Linked DNA regions of Bombyx mori: regions 1 and 3 are each linked to region 2. The links are chromatin contacts, called in public Hi-C maps. All regions are on one chromosome and are shown on one strand. Each heading gives the region's core, a stretch centred on a gene start, on an enhancer-like site or on the middle of the called end of the contact. The rest is flanking DNA. Distances are from core to core; before and after follow the strand shown.

The links. A called contact is a pair of places that touch in the nucleus more often than the background predicts.
Region 1: a Hi-C map of whole pupa shows a contact between it and region 2, with 1.7 times the contacts expected there. The contact joins the promoter of E75 here to the enhancer-like site in region 2. A contact is called at or near these places in 2 of 7 Hi-C or Micro-C datasets (posterior silk gland and whole pupa).
Region 3: a Hi-C map of posterior silk gland shows a contact between it and region 2, with 1.8 times the contacts expected there. The contact joins two enhancer-like sites. A contact is called at or near these places in 3 of 7 Hi-C or Micro-C datasets (posterior silk gland and whole pupa).

Annotation. Positions count from the first base shown.
Region 1 is chr10:7,965,949-7,970,971 of ASM3026992v2, forward strand. E75 (nuclear hormone receptor E75) reads right to left here and starts at 2,985. Exons shown (of 5, transcript NM_001043577.1): 1 at 2,489-2,985. The coding sequence starts at 2,759.
Region 2 is chr10:7,851,352-7,856,060 of ASM3026992v2, forward strand. All of the region lies in intron 2 of E75 (nuclear hormone receptor E75), which reads right to left. Among protein-coding and RNA genes, the nearest start is that of LOC134199506, 15 kb to the left of the region's middle. Within about 2 kb of position 2,895, at least 8 of the 8 cell types and tissues checked have open chromatin away from gene starts, as enhancers often do.
Region 3 is chr10:7,930,238-7,935,270 of ASM3026992v2, forward strand. All of the region lies in intron 1 of E75 (nuclear hormone receptor E75), which reads right to left. Among protein-coding and RNA genes, the nearest start is that of E75, 36 kb to the right of the region's middle. Within about 2 kb of position 2,099, at least 8 of the 8 cell types and tissues checked have open chromatin away from gene starts, as enhancers often do.

The DNA.
Region 1 (5,023 bases), core at 1,735-4,234, 110 kb after region 2:
CTAATATTTTTTTTCGTTGTAGGTACCTATTTGGTTACAAAGTATGTAATGTTTTGACATTTCAATAATTAAGATAATAATATTGTATTATAATTTTTTTTTTTGATAAATCGATAAGTTTACTTGAGTTTTAATTATTTTATCATTGTTACACGGAAATGTATGTTGCATGTAACACTTAGTATTCTATATGTACGTATACTATATACATATATCTACGAAAAATGTTTTAAAAATTATAAAGACGGAATAAATCGATCGAGAGATAACGTATTCCATTAGACTAGAACATAGGTAAGGCGCTTCTCAGTGTCAACATAATTAATATGCTATTGCAAGGTCATAAACGTGCTTTGAGGTCGGTAGTCTTTAATTAATATATACTGCCATTGTCCGTCATTGGTTGCCAGTAGCTACCACATTACGACCTATTTACAAGGATCCATAAACGTTGAAGACAGACATATCTGATACCCGATCACAGTCGTGTTCGTAGGTGCAAATCAACTGAGCGTTCTAGCCTAAAGAATACTAGTGTTTATGTTTGATTTAGTCGTCATGGGGTGTATTGTGACTTCACACAAAATGTGCCATTGTTCTGGGTATTTCTGCAGCGAAGCAGTAGAATAAGCTTTATATAATATGTATCATATATTTATCAGAGAAATAGAAGAATATCTTCAATTTCTCTGATAAATTTGTTATATTTTTATGTTGTGTTTAAGTGTGTATATGATAGAGATTATATATAGATATATGTGTAAATTTTATATTATTATCATGATATAATATTGTGTACGTTGTTGTATGTGATTATATATGTACCGTGTATGTGTTTGTATATATATGAAGTATTATTATTATCAGTTTGGTTATTTTCACATTAAGTTATGCACCTACCACAGGATTCTCTACATAACCCTTGGTTGACTGGTAGAGAATGCCTCAGGCATTAAGTCCGCCATTGTACTTCTGTGCATTAAGTTAAATAAATAAATAAAAATGCAGTGGGGACTTCGATCTTATGTTTCAAGATCGCGGCATTCTCGTTGTGATGACCATAGGTTCCAATTAACACCAAGTGGAACGTGAGCATGTGTATCAACATGTGCTACAAAAGGCCAGAAGCCAGAGGCATCCAATGCTCTACCTATTGTCATCCTTTACATCTATTGCAAAAGTTTCACGTAGTATAGTGATGCGAATGAATAAAAATAAAACTTGAGTCATAAGTTTTAGTTTTTGAATCAAAATTCGTTTAGCTGAGACTTAAAAGAGTCGTCAGTGGTTAACAGTGGTTTGGCTGTGCCCTTGACATTGCTGATTTTCATGAGCGACGGTGGAAACTTAGCATCGGATGGTTCGTGCACTTGACTACCTTATAAAGTATGTTTTCAAAAGTGAGTGCGTTTGTTTATTACGTTCTCAAGTTCGTTCGTTGTAAATTATCCAACCGGTTAACATGAAATTATGCAGATTAGTTTTCAGGGATAGAAAAGGACATAAGTACATTGAACCAGAAAAAAAATACTAAATACACCAGGGATGTATTCATTCAACATTGACGCGTACGATATTGTGTTAAAAGCCAATTTCCCATGAATTGTATATACATTTATGTGATCACAAAAACGTAATGTTAACAATAAGTAAGTAAGTAGTAGTATGTAAATGTATAAAAAATATTATTGCGCATACATTTGAAAATTAAAATATGTATTTACATCATCTTATCGTTTGTATAAAAAATTATTAATTGGAATTCAATAACAGGTAAACTGAATGTAAATTTAATTTGAGATTTAAGTGTGAGTTATAATTTATTATGAGTTATATTACATCTATGATTTGTCTGTATTGTCTGCTTTTACTAGCTGGACCTGTATCCTTCTGACAAATGTAACGAAATCTTTGAATATAATTTTAACAAACTTCAATACGCCTGTTTATCTTGAAAATTTGCACACGTATGTAGGTACATAAGTATCTATCAAGGACTAATGACGATACGATACAATTATTTGTTTGGACCTACCAGCCTCATCAAAATACAAAACAAACTTTTTAGTTCGCGATGCCAATGAGTGTTTCTTAGTTTTTATTTTTTTTCTCCAACAACTCTATTCATGTTTATGCTATTTTACTTTGATAAATTTAAGTGAAAAAAATCTTAAGTATGGTATCCATATCTCTAATAAAAAAAAAAAAAATGGAAAATTTTAATCTTGTTTTTGGTTATGAATGGAACTTTTTTAAATTTTACTTTTAACAGTTAATAAATGAATTTGAATGCTTAACTTATTGTAGAATTTTAAAGTGCTCTACGCTTATGGACTTGCCCAAAATAAATGACGTGGTTTGCCTTTTGAGGCAGATTAAATTTATATTCGTGTAAATTGATCGAATCTTGACAACTTGAACAAATGTGTAATTTTCAAATTACGTAATATGAAATTCCATAAGAAGAAAACACAATAGAAATACGCACCTAAATCGGGGATGGAGCTCGACGGTTCTTCGAATGATGGAGGCTTGAGGAGACGTGGTGGAGGTGGTGGCGGTGGCGGCGGTGGTGGTCGCATGCATTGAATGACGGAGTGCGTCGGAGCAAGAGAGGGCCCTGCCAATAGCACGGGCGCGCGGAACTCCTTTCCCGGAGGAGCCGGCAGTTCTAATCTTCGCGCCCCGGGTAACATCTCGATCTCGTATAATCCTTCCGGAGGCTCACGCTTAGGTGACAACTTCGGATAACACTGCATAGTCTTTAAATATTTATCAAAACAGCCTTAAAAATACTCGAAATACAAACTTTCTAAATAAAACAATCAAAATCGTTCACAAATTACGTTATTAATTTCCTCAACAAATATAAAGGAATATTAAATTGAATTTCATGAATGTGCATTTGTTTATGTTCTCATCATGTGCGCAAGGGTGCAACACTAGTAGAGCAGTCGGTACTCGTAACTCGTAGCGCGTATCGTGCGTGCGCGGCGCGCCGCTCGACTCGCGGGACTCGTTCGCTCGCCGCGGCCAACTTTCTCTCACTGGCGTGGCGGGCGGCCGCAGTCGGACGAAAGTGAATCTGCAGCGTGCGTCCCTCGCCCTCTCCCGCCCTCAGGTGGCCCTGCACCGCCCGCCCATCGCTGTCGTCGTCGATGCGGCTGCAACGCCCATCCGACATAAACTTTAACCTTAACTCTGACCTTTGACAGAGTACACTGCACTCGAGGCACGCTACATACATCACCAAATTTTCATTATAATTACCTATCTACCTGCTTTGTGCCATTGAATTGCAACACTCAACATGTCGTCTTCTCGCATCAAAACTGTACAATCTCAAAACTTACTAAATTTGACATGAGAGTATTTTAAAGGTTTAACATATGATATTTTTAATAATAATAATCTTTGCAGCATTTTAGTTTTTACCAGTTACATTATCTGTCCTTTAAAGTAAGATAAAATTACGTATTAATTTTGTTAATAGTAATCAAAATACAGGTAAATTACAAAAAATATATACTAAAACTAGACTACGCTCTTTTGACAGTATTTATGAAAAAAATACTAGTGATACCAAATGATTCCGAAAATTAACTCAATTTCGAATATTTTTAGAAATTGTGCACTTTTAATGCGAAAAGACGATGTATGCTAAAAGTTCAAGGTTAAGAATTCGTAAAATTTAATCATTTGCCTTCTGTTATAGTTAAACGTTGTGAGCATGCACGAATCTGTTTCACGACCCTTCTTATTTCTACCTCAAAGTAATCGTGCTATCGGAACTAGAGGCTTGGCTAGTTGATGGTAAAACTTAAATACGACAGAGACTTTGATTTTATGTTTTTTCGTATAGTGCACAAGTTGCCAACATTCCTATTGCGTTTGAAATGAGCTTAAAGTATTTTATCCGCATGAGCGACGACTGCTGCTGTGTACATCAAGGCGAGAAAAAAAGTTTACTAGTATTGTGAGTAAAAAAATTGCTAAATTTACGTATTAGCTGTGCTATGTTTTAGAACTTCTTATCGTGAACGCTTACGCGGTTTTTTTGCACTCAAGAAACGTAAATAAAAATATGTCGTACATATACGGATTTAATACTGTTTTGGTACGTTAATATTCCACTACCCCCAACCTCTACGTATGCAGTTATAAAAAATAAAGATTTCCAAATGTTTATTTTCACTACATTGCGCAATTCTAATTCGGTCACTACTAAGTTCGGAGATAGATAGTCATTATCACTTCCGCGAAGACATAGGGCCGATAGAGATGGACGATCGATCCTCCGTGGACATCGGGGCACGATCACTGATACCAACTGATTACAATCTCGAAGATAACACATCTACTGGACAAGCGTGAACGTTTATATGCCTAAACTCGAGCGAGTTTATCGATTTAAGATAGTACACGATTTTATTATCGGCTCCGTGATGTGTTCGAAACGTTTCGATCGGTAGCTTGAAAGCTTGATAACAAATTGAATAAAAGTTAATGGAAAATCTTTAATTATTTTCCAAATTACGTGCCATACTAAACAATTATTAAAATGTATAATAAATAAAACAATGTTACGAAAAATATTACTGGTATCGCGTCTTGTGAGCCCGAGTCGATTAATACCATCCCCTGCCTATTTCTACCATTACGGAGTAATGTGTTTCGGTGAAGTTGTCGTTGTAATGTTACCTGAAACTTACTACTCACGTCTCAAGATCGGTAGCGGCATTTATTTTGTTGATGTCTAAAGGCTCCGCTAACATTTAACACCAGATGAGTCATGAGCTCGTCCATACGTTTAAGCAATAAATAAATAAATGTATTACACGTTCAATCAGTCATTCGTTTCTTATATTCGGATATCAATAGTCAGTGTTGTAATAGATACTTAATATTTGCATTTTTGCATTGTTCTAAAATATGTATAATATATATGTAGCAGACCGGTGTGTTGGGGTGGGTTAAAGCAAAATAGAGGGTATTCGAGGCTTTTCTAGGAGGGGGGGGGGGG
Region 2 (4,709 bases), core at 1,645-4,144:
TACCCGTGCGGACTCAGAAGACGTTCTACCACCAGTAAATTAATTAAGTAATAATTGCAGAATACTATAATTAAAATTACTTTTACGGTTTGAACACGCGTTTTTTTATTGTCGTCTTATTATTTGTAACGTTTGGAATTATTTACCTACCGATTTTTTTTGTTTAATAAAAAAGAAAAAATAATTAACTACCATTTTCTTTCGGTTTGTCCACTTATCTTTTAACTTAGGGAAGAGCTAGTTCACTCTTGGATACCTACTGATCGTTGAGCGTATTGTAAATCAAAACGGAACTATTCGTATTATCGTTGGACTTGCGCTTGTGTGTTCGTCGTAATTTGCGAGTGCTGTAGAGGATGGAAGGTTCGCGAACACCGCGTTCGTCGGTCGGCAACGGTTAACGGTCCCGCGGCCAACGACACCGGCTTCGCGGCCGAGCCTCATGTAAACAAGCTGACGCATCACCTCGCTGCACCGGACTCTTTACGCGGAGACGTCCTTTCGGAAACCGGGAAAAAGACGCGCAGACAAGAAAACCTGCTACCTGTTTTTTGATATGAGATATCGTCTTTTCGCATTAAAAATGTACAATTTGCAAAAGTATTCGAAATTGAGTTAATATGTGGAATCATTTGGTATCACCAATATTTTTCTCATAAATACTGTCAAAAGAGCGTAGTTTAGTTTTTTTTTTTTTAATTTACTTAGTTTTTGCCTACTATTAACAAAATTTATACATAAATTTATCTTACTTTAAAAGACAGATAAATATCACATGTTAAACCTTTAAAGCATTCTCCTGTAAAATCAGTAAGTTTTGAGATTATATAGTTTTAATGCGAGAAGACGATATGTGTGTTCGTAATGTTTTCCTCCATTTTTGCGAGTCGCATACATAATTAATTACTTTTAAGAATTAATTTAGCGTTTTTTATTTATTTTCATCATAAAGTTATAGTTCGTTGCGGCGCTCGTCCGTGATGATTATTCTGTGAAATAGTTTAAATTTTTTTTTTTTTTTTTAATCGTAATGCTGTTTTCCTTGTAAGTTCGTCGATTCTGTGGAAGCAGCCGGTTGACCCCGCTTCGGCTAACAGTCCGTTACGTGGTCGCAGATGTTCGTTCGATAACGCGCCTAAGCCTCTGATTCATACGGAATCCTGATTCATTTCCTGATCACGTGTCGCTATTTTATTTTTAGAACGAACGTGTAAGCCTTAGAACGTAATTTGTAATCGTTCGATGTACGCGTGCAACGCTTGTGCGTTAGAATTCTTAATCAATGAATGAGCTAACAATTATAATTAGGTAATTTCCTTTGTGCAGTTCACTTTACGTATGAAGTCGAGTGGCTTCTACTAGGAATTTATTTTACAAAATTTAATAATATACAATACTCAAGAATGTAAAAATGTAATATATTAGTAAAATCACAAGAGTAAGTAATTACTTACTCAGCATACTGAAAGTTGTTATGTAAAAATTAATGGTGTTTGTATAATTAAGCATGTTAAACAAAGTTTTTATGAATTTAAATCGTTGAGTACTTCTGTATCCATAATGTCAAAAGTTAATTATATTTTGAAAAGTTTGAATGAATTTATAAAGATTTAACTAATTGTTGGCACTGTTTGAGTGTTTCGATGATTGAGTATAGTTTTTAAGATCGTCTTTATTTTATACACATTTTACAAGTATGTATTTATTTTATAAAAACATTTGTTGCATAATGTATCATCATAGATTTTCATTAATATCAAACTCATTTTAATTTCACGTTAACATTAAACTCGAAACAAAAAGTTGAAGCATGCACATACATACATACGAGAAACCAAGAATTTTAATTTAACTTTAATAACTATCAGTCGAATCAAGTTCAGCGGGCGCGCGTGAAGAGGAAATCACAAAGGCTATAGCCGAGTCAGCGTGCGATGTTCTCAATAAATATGACCGCACAGGGATCAACGAACTTTTAAGCTGACAGTTCAAAAATAATGTAGGTTACGTTCACGTTGCGCGTACATTCTGTGCCCGTAAAAGTTGTTTACGGCGAGGAGAGGTGACGGGCGCGGCGGTTAGCGAGCCGAGGTCGTTGGCCGCGCGCCCTGCACTCTACAATTTGTGTCGAAAAAATAAGCGACCCACAACACAACGTGCGGAAATCGTAATATGTCGGTCACTCGGAACAAAGAACTTTTCGGACTGTGTTGTCGTGGCAACACGAGTTTCAACGTTGTCTGGCAATTGTTGCTGGTAATACTGGCAGGTATTAAAACATTTGAAGGGTACGGAAATTCCAATGAGTATGATTGAGATTTTGACGTAATGTGCTACTATGGTAGCCGCCATTAAAGCTAAGTGTTCTCGTCTAGCAATCAAATGAATTATAACTCGCCCTACAGCGTTAGTGTTAAATTGAATATTAATTAGCCCTTTAAGTGTTGTTTATAAATATTAGCAGAACATCGGAATCTCAATTGAACATAAAAGAACAAAAATACTTTTGTTTGCCGTTAACAAACTGTTCTCTAAAAGTTATCATCACTGATAAAAAAAAGAATAGTGTTGAATTATCGTTTTGAATTTTTTCAGAAAGCTGTCTAACATCCAAACTTTCGGGATGTAAATGCTTCACACTCGCTCATGATCCTCAAAAATACATTGTCTAAAGAAATATAAAAAAAAATGTGTTTTTATGAAAATGCCTACAGAAGTAGTTTACCGATTAACGTACCATCGGAAATTATATAAACAATTAACCGCGATTTAGTTACCTTTAATAATCAAATCCTTCCCTAAATACCTAATTAATTAGAAGACGCCGTAATAGAATAGAGTTCGTTGACTCCGCTGCGTACGGTCGAATGCCCCGCGTCTCGTATTCAGCCTGTAAACTACGAGCGCGGTCTATCGTTCATTCATGTAGCTTTATGTTTGTAGCCACGCATGTGTTAGCGGCAGCACTTTAGTATTTCTTCACGACCAGCGCCACCTAGTGCTGGATAGCTGAACTACGCAAGCGAGTTTCATAATCATAACAACAGCTGGCGTTATAGACTGTTTTTGTTTTTTTTTGTTGCGCGCCAACATGTTACTTTCGATTTGTATGATCTGTTTTGTAATTTATTTTTTAATTCTAAAATGCAACCGATCATAATAATTGTAATTTTTGATTAACTGAAGTCATCTGATAATACAGAATATAAATATCGAGTTAATACGTAGAGTTCGTTGTAAAATTTTTTGGCGCTACTGAATAATGCACCAAATATCCTTGTACGTAGCGATGGACTGGACGCTGGCATTATGCGAAACTGACAACGTGTGTAGCCTCATTAAACCCAGACTATTAACAAGTTCATGAAAACGACCTTTGTTCGTAAGTCTGACTACATCGCGATACGTTAATACAGTCCCGATATAATTGAAGTAGCGTATTAAATTTCTGGGAGGGTTGTTCGTTAAATCATAGGAATACGTATAAAATCCGACTAATGGATACATACTGCTCTTTAAAGTTTAAGAAACATTGCTTTCGCGGCTTCATAGTTGTTGTACTCTCGGCAAATTACTATTACGGTATGGTCACAGAGATATTACAGAGAAGAAGAGGAAGGCAGAGATCCTTGGAAAAACTGCCGAAATAAACCGAGCCGGTTTTATATTCTAATAAAGAAATTATGATAAAATTCCTTTCTTTTTTTTTTCAAGTTTTTTTCATTATTCGACTTCTTCGAATTCGAAATGAATTCTTCGCTAGTAAAAATAAATTCAAATACCATTTATAGCGAATATATTATTATATCTAGTAGTTTAAAATAAAACTATATTTGATATAAAATGCATTAAAATGTACCGTTTCGACACCAGACTCCGAGATGGGTCTCTGACTAAAACATTCGTATGTTCTTTTTTTAAATCTTGACGTTGTTTTTTTGTTTTTTTCATTTTTAAAACAACGAAGTATTTGACGTTGAAATCCGGCAAACAATAGAAAAAGCGACGCTACAACACAAGTTGTTAGTTGTTATATAAGGATCGAAGAAATATGAAGTACGTGCATATTGTGTCACAATGCCTTTTAATTCAGGAAGCCAGGGCACGTGTGTTCTAATAATTTCAAAACAGCACTTCCGTCTGCAGAATATGCAGTTCTTGTTTTTTTTTAATACTGTATCTTTATAAATCGTTTTATTTATTGCATGATTCGTATAATCCCTGTTAAAACAGCGTATCCCTGCCGTGTGATCGTTTTCGAACAGGTATTATTAATCGAAGCGGTAGGGGCTGACCGCGCGGCGTCATGGTCGCTCCGCCAAGGACTACAGGTACCAGGTCAATTTTCTGTGTTCACACGACGTTTTTTTTTTGTTTTTTTTTTGTTCTTACGATTTTAACAGGGTCGATGTGAAATCTGTTCTACTCTATAAGTAAATAAGGTCAGCTGGTCGAGCTTTGTTCGATGAATGCACGGAGATTGTCTTCCGCGTGTCGCGGCCTTGCTGCTGGCACTGCAATACCAGGTACCTATCACGAATATCGAGTCTACGAGTCTACATTAAGCGATCACACAGAGTACCACCCAATTGTCGCATGTAGACTTCCTAGAACACAGATTACACCCGCATCTTTTCTACACAATATAATTTACGATTAATGTAAATTGTTATTTAAGAACACTGACTATTATAGTAATAACCGAGGAT
Region 3 (5,033 bases), core at 849-3,348, 78 kb after region 2:
GACCATTGAAACATGAAACGCAAACATATTTACGGCATGCAATTATGTTTTAAATTAATTATGATAATGCATGCTGTTTGGTTAAAACTGTGGTTTCGCGCAGTTAGACCGTGTCATTGGAGGTCAGATGAGCCTCGTCCCGCGCCCGCAAGCCCGCCGCCCGCGCCCCTCCCGCGCCCGCCGGGAGCAACAAACTCTGCAAGGTTGCGCGGCGGCCGCTTGCTATCGCTGCCTACAGTTACGATATCGCCCTTCTCCGGCAAACTGCTTTATTTTATTACGCTCCTGTCATATCGATATTACACCTGAAGGTCTTTTGGATTAACTTACCTAGATAATGTATGGAAGACGCCTTTAAAACAACAACCGTTCTATTGAGAAACCACATTTTTTTTGTTCTTCTATCATGAATTTCACTGTGCTTTCGTTATTACGAAACAATAAAAAAAATCATTGATGGTACACGATAATGCTGAATGGTTATTGTAAAATACACATGAAATGTAAATTTACATAAATTATGTTGTATAAAAAGTTAGAAATGCGTCACATTTACACGTATCAGTTTTTTTGGGTCCAAGGCAAACGAGCTTGCAGGCCACCTGATGTAATGTGGTCATTGTCTCTCGTGGTCTATGGCAATGACAAAAGCAAAACGGGGTCGTTACCAATACACGCAAAACAACTTATGCTGAAGCAAAAAACCTTCCCGCTATACCGCACCACAAAAGGAGTTTTTACATTAATAATTTTAATATTATCAGATTATATTTGTAGCGCTCAAACAGGAGAGCAGAGCCATCTAGCGTCGAGTAGCAGAAACTTAACCTCAAATAAATGTGGTTTATTTTTTAATGAGGAGTTTTTTGTTGGCAAGTAATATATAGTATTTAAAATATTAATTGTGCATAAGTTTTTGTTTTTTTAACCTAGAAAGAGAGAGGCAGAGATTCATAATGAGTCATTAAATTATCACCTACATCCAACTACTCTGTTCTCTAATAATAGCCATACCGATATCATTGAGAGATCGACTTCTGCCTCAAGATGTCTCATGGTAGGCGTATAGCAGCATTCTTGTTACGGTGTCTGTGGATTCCGTAACTATTTAAGACAGGCGGGCGTCATTTGCAATCAACTCCAATTTTAAAAATATCCAAAAAGTGAGTGGAAAATACTGACTTTCAGTTTATGATGTTTCGTATTAAATTGTTTTGTTGTTGTTTGCTTAGACGGGTGGACGCGCTCAGTTGGTGTTGAGCCATTACAGGGACCCGTAGTCATCAAAGAGCGAGTCCCGCCCCTACTTTGAGACACGAAATCTTATTTGTTTAGTTTAACGGCTGTACGTATGTGGTATGGACATATTGTGATGCGTAGAGAGAAGATGCATGTGACTAGGAGATGTATGGAAATGTAGTGCAAGGTAGAGGAGGAAGAGGTCGACCGAAGACATGGATGGAGTGTGTCAATGAAGGCTCATAGAAGAAAAGAATGGAAGAGAAAAATTAACTGTGCCGACCCCACCTAATGGGATAAGGTGGAGAAAAAGAAGAGGAGAACGGCTGTACGTACGGCCGGAATGCAATACTGCTTCACAAAATAGAGAACGTAGAATAATACTATAGACAAGACGGTTATTCCAATTGCATAAGCACTTTACCACCAGTATATCATCAGTATCAGAAACAACATGCAATTATAAAAAAATACACTAAGACCCAAATACTTAAAATCTAATACTTGATGATATTATAGATTAGTAGTTTATATAGTGCGATAAACCATTTATTGAATAGTATATTATAAATAGTAACAGCGAATACCAATAATACTATTATAAAATAATAATACTACAGAATAATTAAATCCGGCTCGCCAATCAATAACTAACCAGTGAAGCTATCGTAAATGTACTTCTACAAAAACTTTGTTAACTAATTCTATTTGCTATTCACAGCACAAGGCTATAAACATATAAAAATAGGTCAAACCATAATGGGCAATGTAATAAACAAAATGATCTCACTCATTTGTTTTAAAGGGAGCGACGACCGAGTGACGCATTTTGTTACGTGGAACGTGCTAAAGAACTGATCGCTGACGTAGTACAGTCGCAAAATCACCGTCCGGCAGCGCTTAGTCTACACTCTACAGAACATGACAATGTGATGAATCGCGAAGTTTCCAACCAAATATTTTTAGACTGATAACCACACATTAATGACAAAATTAAAAACATAATAATATGTTGAATTCACTATCAGTAATTATTTAATAGGTATTATGTAAAGTAAAAAGAGATCTTACTGTGTTTGTTTGTATTATTTAAATATCGCGCCATGCAATATAAACACAAAAAATATTATTTATAAAGGTAGGTAATTGGATAGATACTTAATTAAATATTCGTTTTGGTAATATAATATATTATTAATACATGGTAATATAAAAAAATTGTAAGGTAAGTAAAAATCTTATTTTAAATTTCAGTATACGAGTAAAAAGCTGATTGAACTTCTTAACAAGCAATGCCACCTATATTTTATTATGTGAAACTCAAAAAGAAAGTTACACTGGCATAGCGCCATCTAGCGAACTCTTCCAACATGACGATGGTCTGCAGATTCCTTGCGTACAAAAAGGTTTCAAAATGGCTGCTAGAGTACGCTGATCTCAATTTTGTTAAAAAACCAATGGAATAAATTAGAATTTTGTCCGCAATTTTCATAGAGTAAAACGATTAAATATTCCATATTATATAAATAAATAGATGAAACTGTTAAATACCTATCATATCTTCTTTGATTCTCAAAAAAAATTTCTTTAAAAACATACCCACATAATAATATATTTTCTAAAATACATAATTTGTTTCTCGGAAGTGTAGTTACATTTGATTTTTTTAAATCAATTTTAATTGTGTATCTTGGCAAAACATATTTGCTGATTTGCTCAGTCCTGACGTAAATAACTAGGCACGTAATGTAACCTCCAGCCGACTTTCGGACTATCGTCCGGAACAAATACATGACTGACCTACAAACACTCGTGAATACAAAAAGATAATATCGCTCATCCTTGTCTCTCCAACGAGTCGTAACGATGTGCAAGCGCGAAGGTGAATCTTGCTGCGATGACGAGCCTCCGCTCCCAATGTCAAGTTCACCGATTATTATTAGTGTTCAATGCCACAAAACACATGCTCATGCAAACATAATAGCGGAGCGCTGCCCAGACTTAAATTACGTATACAAACAAGAAACGATATTTTCCAGATTTACACCTTTAATTGCCTGCGTTGACTTTGCGAATATTTCCATGCCGTTGGATAATTTGAGTAATATAATGTATTTGGAATAATAAAGTCCAGTAGGTACTTACGTGTGTTTAGGATATATAGCGTTTATTAGAATGTAGGAACTACAGTCCTTTTTTTGAGAAAGTATTTTAGTTCTTGGTAAGAAAAAGCTCATTATTTAAATTTAATATTGAAATTATAAAGTAGTTATGACATAGGTACGTACATAGGTCTTGTTTAACTAAAAATTAGCTTTGATTTAACACTGATGATCATAACATAATTTGGAGATATTTATTATTTACTTCATCTTCATAAATGTGGAGACTGTGGATTCACGTCCAGTCCGGTACTTACATGGTATTCCTTCGTCTTTGGCAATACATCTTGGTTGTCTAGTAAAATCCTCGACCTTTAAGTAAAATCGACACAGCCCGGGTATGATAAAGTTTCTGATATATTCTTCGTGCTTTGTATGGCTTGTACAACTTGTTGCTTTATTTTTCCAATAATTAAATATAGTTATGGTTTTACCTGAATACTGTGACCTTTTCACGCATTTAACTGTCTTTTTAACATTTTCAGAATTTGGTCTTCTATTTTCGCGACCATGGCTATTTGTGTCTTACACCGTTCTTATTATTTATTATTAGCGGTTTTATAGACTCTTCACTCTATCCTTAAATCTTCCACTACTCCTTCCTTTTCAACTCGCGGTTTTTAGTACATTTACTACAGTAGTAAGCGACTCCTTAAAGACTATGATAATAATAACCTACCCAGTAATTTGTCATATTTGTCCTTTTTTTATGAATGAAGAATTACTGGTGGCCCGGAGGCCTTTCTAGTTTCCCCAGGACAGGCAGGAGAGCAAAAACTCAGTCTGGAGAAGTGAGATTTGCTAACAGCTGCCCGAGTGCCTCCAAAGGAGACCTAACAACTCAAGAGCAGTTGCTTCGCGAATGACTCTACTACCGGATCGAAATCGCGACCCGCTGAGAAGATCCGTCGAGAAACTCAGCGGGCTGTTGCATGTGTTTTCTGCCGTGGAAAGCGCTATAGTTACTGAGTTTTGTGTATTCAGTAAAGGCAAATAAATGTTCATAGATAAATTAGCAGAATCATATCAAAATAAAATATTCACGTTTTACGTGTAATGCATTTATGAATTGAATCTTTATTTGTGCTTCACGAATACGAGTATATTATGTGTATTAATAATATGTAAGCATAAGATTTTTTAAGAAGATAAATGTAATGATTGTAACAAATATAACTTACTCATGCTTTCTCTAGATTCTAGATCAGTTTTGGTTGACCTTTAAATAATTCCTTCGATATTAAGTGTGATGTTCTGATGTATTATTTTATAATAATATTTTCTTTTAATACCTACATTAAAAAATAAAGTTTTCATCACGGAGGACATTTGTGAGTTGACGTTGTATACAAAAAATAATATTACACTTTATTTTCAACTTTCGTGATCATTAAAAACGGTTAGTCGAGATTAAATGGCAAAGGAGTTATTATTAATAACTTCATCTTCAAAATAAATTTATCTATATCTATACTAATATTATAAAGAGGAAAGATTTGTTTGTTTGTTTGTTTCGAATAGGCTCCGAAACTACTGGACCGATTTGAAAAATTATTTTTCCATTAGAAGCCGACATTGTCCCTGATGAACATAGGCTACTTTTTTTTTTTTTTTTTTTTTTTTCGGTTTCAT